Linked DNA regions of Zea mays: region 2 is linked to region 1. The links are chromatin contacts, called in public Hi-C maps. All regions are on one chromosome and are shown on one strand. Each heading gives the region's core, a stretch centred on a gene start, on an enhancer-like site or on the middle of the called end of the contact. The rest is flanking DNA. Distances are from core to core; before and after follow the strand shown. Region 1 holds the start of LOC100282455. Region 2 holds the start of LOC103637029 (S-type anion channel SLAH2).

What was found. A called contact is a pair of places that touch in the nucleus more often than the background predicts.
Region 2: a Hi-C map of bundle sheath shows a contact between it and region 1, with 2.9 times the contacts expected there. The contact joins the promoter of LOC103637029 here to the promoter of LOC100282455 in region 1. A contact is called at or near these places in 2 of 25 Hi-C or Micro-C datasets (bundle sheath and leaf).

Annotation. Positions count from the first base shown.
Region 1 is chr8:76,372,231-76,375,139 of Zm-B73-REFERENCE-NAM-5.0, reverse strand. LOC100282455 reads right to left here and starts at 1,321. Exons shown (of 2, transcript NR_178050.1): 1 at 1,186-1,321. LOC109941412 (receptor like protein kinase S.2) reads left to right here and starts at 2,040. Exons shown (of 1, transcript NM_001412149.1): 1 at 2,040-2,909. The coding sequence starts at 2,252.
Region 2 is chr8:76,971,693-76,974,581 of Zm-B73-REFERENCE-NAM-5.0, reverse strand. LOC103637029 (S-type anion channel SLAH2) reads right to left here and starts at 1,250. Exons shown (of 2, transcript XM_020542562.2): 1 at 1-1,250. The coding sequence starts at 1,010.

The DNA.
Region 1 (2,909 bases), core at 72-2,571:
GCCTCCCATCATTGCCCTTCAGATAATCCAGAGTCCCAAAAAAGAGAAAAAAGAAAGGAGAACAACCCCCATCTCTCAATCCCAATTTCAAATAATAACCTGAATGTAAATATAACTGCGGAGGAAAGAAATAATAATAGGATTGACAGAAAGGATACTAAACAAGCAAAGCGCAGTGAAATTTGTGCCCCAATAAAGTTACTGTTGGCAACATATAAGTAAAGGCAATTTTTTATCAATGACTGGGGAGTTTTCTCTGAGCACTTAAGTTCATGTTTCAGTGCATCAGAATATCAATGCTGACTCTGTAGCTAAAATTTCCTAGGATAATATATTTGTTCGTTGGGAATGTATCGTGTGTTCACATAGTCTCTACGATCATATGAACACTTAAAATCTGGTGTGTCTATAAGCAATCCAACGGCGATCGATAACTTTTATTTACCCCCTCGTATCTTAGCTTTGATGACAATTGTCCATTTATCACCTCTCAATCTCTCACCTTAACGTTGGATTGCTCATAAACGCACCAGATTTAAAATGCAAATATGAGCACGAAGGTTTCATGAGCATAAAATATGTCCCCTTGTTCGTTTTACATGATTACATCAGTTCACCATACAGCGGTTCTAAAGGGGAACCCAACAGAGATTTGTCACTGGATGAAGAGCAAGACAAAGAAAAATGTCAAAGCTGTGTATGCAATGTGTGACAGTAGAGTAGACTGGATGCAAGTATTAATCGAGGACCACATGCTGTGTGGTAACAGAGTAGAATGAATGGCAGTATTATGTCATCAATTGTCTATAATAATATTTTTCGATACGAATAAAATCCTGCCAACTAATCAACCGGTACACAATAAATCTACCCAGCACAGAATCGTGCTGGGGTGTTTCGGTGCCCGGTAATTTCCCATGAGCACTCTTATCTTATAGGACGAATCGCATAGAGCGGCAGATCGTTGGAGCACCACACCACCAGGGGCGGATACCGCTGTGGATTCCCAGTTTCCCACCCACCACGCGAAAGACAAACCTAACGAACGAAGCTTCGACGAGCCGGATGGACTGTTTCGGGTCCCGGAGAAAAAGGTTGGTACTAGGGTTCAGGGTCAGGGGGAAGGAAGATTCTACGGCGGAATTGAAGGGGGAAGAGAGAGGTGCAGGTGCAGCCGAAGCGTACCTGTATCTGGACGGAGACGTGTTCATCTGAGTGGGTCGGCGACCGGCGCGGTGGCGGAGGCGGGGGGCGAGTTCCCCGTTGCGGTCAGGAGAGAGTTGGCGTCGGCCTCAGGCGGCTAGGGTTACTAGGGCACTCGGACGGGAGAGGACGATGAGGACCCTTTTGGGAAGGAAACGGGAAGGCCGCGACTCGGACTCGCGGGCTTGATGGGCCTTCAGCCAATCCCGAGGTGGGCTGTGCAGGCCTCGACGGCTTCTTGAAGGCCGAGGATCAGGAGAAGTTACTGTGCAAACGACAGCAGTGAACAGGCCCAACAAAACCTATTCCTCTTGTTGTATCAGTATTACTCGCGGTTAGACACGCTTTGTATTCCTATTCACTTGGTTCTAAACTATAACTATAAGTTTTTTTAGCTTATGTATACATAAATATACTGTTTTTACTATATATCCAAACACATGTGTATCTTAGTGCATAATAAAAATTATATAAAATACGAAAACGTCCTGTGTTTTTGATTTAAAATAGAGGAAGTACGTATTGGGATTAAAAAAGTGTGGATATGAAAGATGAGTCAGAGGGTGACGCTCCTTTTTTTTTTTTGGCGGTCGATTACGTATTCCATTCCATCGCGGCAAGGCGGTGAAAGACGAGGAAGACGGGACGGTGACGCCCCTTCCTTTTGGCGGGAACTCCGGCTCCACCTGCATGCCAAGTCAACCGCGATAGAGAGCCACCTACCAGCACGCCCACCTCACAGCTCACGTTACTATCGCCGCCGTGCACACGCCACAGAGCTTGGCTTTTGGCCATCTTCCCCACCTGCCCAGGGGCGGTCCCTTCACACCCGTAAACCCACCTCCGTTCCCTATCCCAATTCATCCGTTCCAGGTTTCCAACGCTCAGTGGAATGGAAGCCTCCACCCCGTGCTTGCGCTTTTAATTTCCTTCCCCCACGCGCACTAAGCGCACCACCACCGCTTACCATGAGTGGGAGTTGCACTAGCTAATCGCTAGCCACTCCATAGTTAGCATTTAGCACTGCCTGCCTGTCCGGTGCCCGGCCATGTCGTCGTCGTTGTCGCTGCGCCGTCTCTGCTTCGTGCTGCCGATGGACGCCGACGAGGCCGTCCCACCGGCGTCCCACCCGGAGGGGCCGGCGCGGCGCAGCCCGGCTAGGGTGGCGTCCCTGGAACTCGAGACGGCCGGGTCGTACGCCCGCACCACGGCCGTCCGCCTGTTGTCGTGCCTCCGCCGCTGGCGGCCCCGGCCCTGCTGCCGCGGCGCCGGCCGGTGGCACGACGACTCTTCGGAAAAGGCGGCGGCGTTCGAGGACATCGCCGGCGTGGTCGACGACGTCGCCGGCAGGAAGCAGCTCGCGGGCGGCGGGCCCAGGATATTCAGCTACTCGGAGCTCTACATCGGGACGCGCGGGTTCAGCGACGCGGAGGTACTCGGCAGCGGGGGATTCGGCCGGGTGTACCGCGCCGTTCTGCCCAGCGACGGCACCACGGTGGCCGTCAAGTGCGTCGCAGCCAGCAGCGCGGGCGCCCGCAGCGACAAGTCGTTCCTGGCCGAGCTCGCGGCCGTGGCCAGGCTGCGGCATCGCAACCTGGTGCGCCTCCGCGGCTGGTGCGTGCGCGCCGGGGAGGAGCTCATGCTAGTCTACGACTACATGCCCAACCGCAGCCTCGACCGCCTGCTCTTCGCGCCGCCCAAGGCCG
Region 2 (2,889 bases), core at 1-2,500, 600 kb before region 1:
CCCACGACGGCGAGGTGGTTGGTCGGGTTGGCCACCTTGGACAGCCGCCGGGCGCCGCCGGACATCCACTGGCCGTAGATCTTGAGGTCGAGGAGGAAGATGGGCGCCATGAGGATGTACCACACCACGTGGTGGATGGTCCACACCGGGTGCGGCAGGCCCTTGACGAGGAAGAGGCAGGCGATCCACGGCGCGAAGAAGAAGTTGACGCGGATCGGGTGGTGGAACTCGCGCCGGACCGCCTCGAAGTAGAACACGACCTTGAAGAGGTAGATGAAGGAGACGAGCGCCATAAGCGAGGCGGAGACCCACCAGAGCACGTGGTTCACGGCGGGGCTCACGTGGAGGAACGCCGTGGACGGCTCCGACTGCAGCGTCTTCCACAGCATGGCCTGGCTGCTCACGCCCAGGCACATCCCGAACGCGTTGATCGGGAACCGCAGCAGGAACGGCCACGTCTCGTCCTCGGGCAGCGCCGACACCTCTGTCGGTCTCAGCGTCTCCAGCTCGGGGCCCTCCAGGGCGGCGAAGTAGCGGTCCGCGCTGGGGACCTCGTCGTCGTCGTCGGTCTCCTCCTCGGAGATGATCTTGTTCGAGGTAGAGTCGGCGCCGGCGGGCTCGATGTCCACGGGCACCACCCCGCGGAGGTTGGACAGCTGCCGCTCCAGGCGGCCGGAGAAGGTCTTGAAGTGGTCGAAGCGGCGGTCGCGCGCGCTGTCGCTGCGCGACACGGTGCGCACCCGCTGCAGCGGCGGCGGCTCCTCGGTCCGGATCGTCAGCGTCGGCTGCGAGTGGTACCGCGCCTGGTTCTGCAGCAGCTGCTGGTCCTCTGCCGGCTGTGGCTGTGGAGCCGGCGCCACGCTGCGGACGGACGCGCACACGCCGAGGTGCAGCCCCGACGGCGACGCCGGCACGCTCAAGCACACAGAGTACGGGCTCCCCGTCGTCGCCGGCGGCGGCAGAGGGAGCCGGAGCAGTTCCGGCATCTGGGAGCTCTCGCGGATGGCCATGGCGCCTTGCTCGTCAGGACCGCTCAGCTCGCGTCGCCGAAGGAGGAAGAGGTGCCGACTGCGACTAGGTAGTGTAGGTGCACATGAAGCAGCTGCCTTGTGGCTGGCTGGACCGCTGGAGTGGCTGGGTGATGTGCCGCCGAGCTCGCGCTCGGCGCCCGTCTATATAGAGGTCAGGGAGGACGTCAGGTGTAAGAAAGGAGGCGGCATCGAGAGGAAGATGGTCTGCGTCTGCGTCTATTACGAAGGTTCGTTCCGGCACGTATTATCAGTACTCTGTATATTCATTTATTTATTAAGAGAGAAAAAGACCTCGGATTTCTCTCTGTATTCTACAGGTCTGACGAATCTGAACAACATTGACCAACGCGAGAATTGGATCATCAGAACCTTTCTCATGCGAATCCCCTGCGCATCTCCCGTTGACCTGGCTGCGTTGGTTGCCGGCGCCGATGACGACGGCGAACCCGGCCGGGGGAGAGGGAGCCCAGCCGGTCTTATCTGGACCTTTGTCGTCGACGGCGAAGAGGTCATGGCACGGACTCCTCGTGTAGAAACCAAAACCACGCACGGACCCCTTTTCTTTTTCTTTCACATTTCTAGTACTGTGCCATACTAGGGGGAGGGGGAAGCAATTCTAATGGCTACCTTTGGAACTCCATTTTCTAAAGCGATTTATATTTTTCCAAGAAAAAATGTACTAATTTTACTTGAGAAAATGAAAATCTCTTACGCCCCGTTTGGATCACTGGAATTGAATTCCATTCTAATAATAGTAATTTAGATATATATCAATTAAGCTAATTCACTTTTATATGAAATATATTTGTATACTATTATTAGCAAGATGTCCTACATATTTATGTGCTACATTTTTACTATAGAGGAGTAAAACGAAGAGTGTCATATAAGTTATAGATTAGAAACAAATTCTAATCATGAATAAAATCATTTCCTATCTTCCACCCTATGAATTTGAGATAAGCTTATATCTGAACTTTGGAAAGTGGTGGAATGCCAAATTCCAAACTAAATAAGTTACTTTATTGAGTGAATTCCAATTCCTTTAAAATGAAGGGATCCAAACGCCACGTTAGAAAAATGTGGTTTCCAAACTAGCCTAACTGTTTTGAAGCAAACTGTCTAAGACAGAAAATTATAGATAACTATATTTCGAATAGCTGTATTATGAAAATATAGTAAATTAAAAACTGCAATAATTTTCAGTACTATAAATACTATGCAAACAAATAATCCAACCGTCCTAAAATATAGTTCTTTCTAGTCCACTTTTTTTTGTCCACGTTCATTCAAATTGTAATAAATATAGACATATATGCAAATTTACATTCATATGTTTTTTAATGAATGTATAATTAGTGTAAAACGAATTATATTATGAGACGAAGGGTGTACAAAGAATCATAAAGATTTATGCGCTATAAAAATATAATGATACTGATTTAATATTAACATTATTATTTTATTATATACATTTACTTAAACGTAACATATTTTGCCTCTTTAAAAATATTTAAATATCATTAGGCTTAAATAAATATCCTAATGCCTTTCTCCTCTCACTTTATACTCGTGCGTTGCGACGACACACCATCTTATTGTTGATTTATTCTGCACGGTGAGCACTACAGATTATATATACTTTTTTTGACTGAAATATTGAGTAGATAGCCACCTTATAGATTAACTATTTAATTTGTACCAAAACCAATCTCGCCAAAAGTTAGCTGCCCTAAGAATGATACCAATTATGATTGATATGCCAAATTATGTCGAGCCATTAGCACCATGATGATATACGTATATCATATATTTGGTTCGATGAGGGATAAGGTGAATTGCAAGTTAGATTAATTAG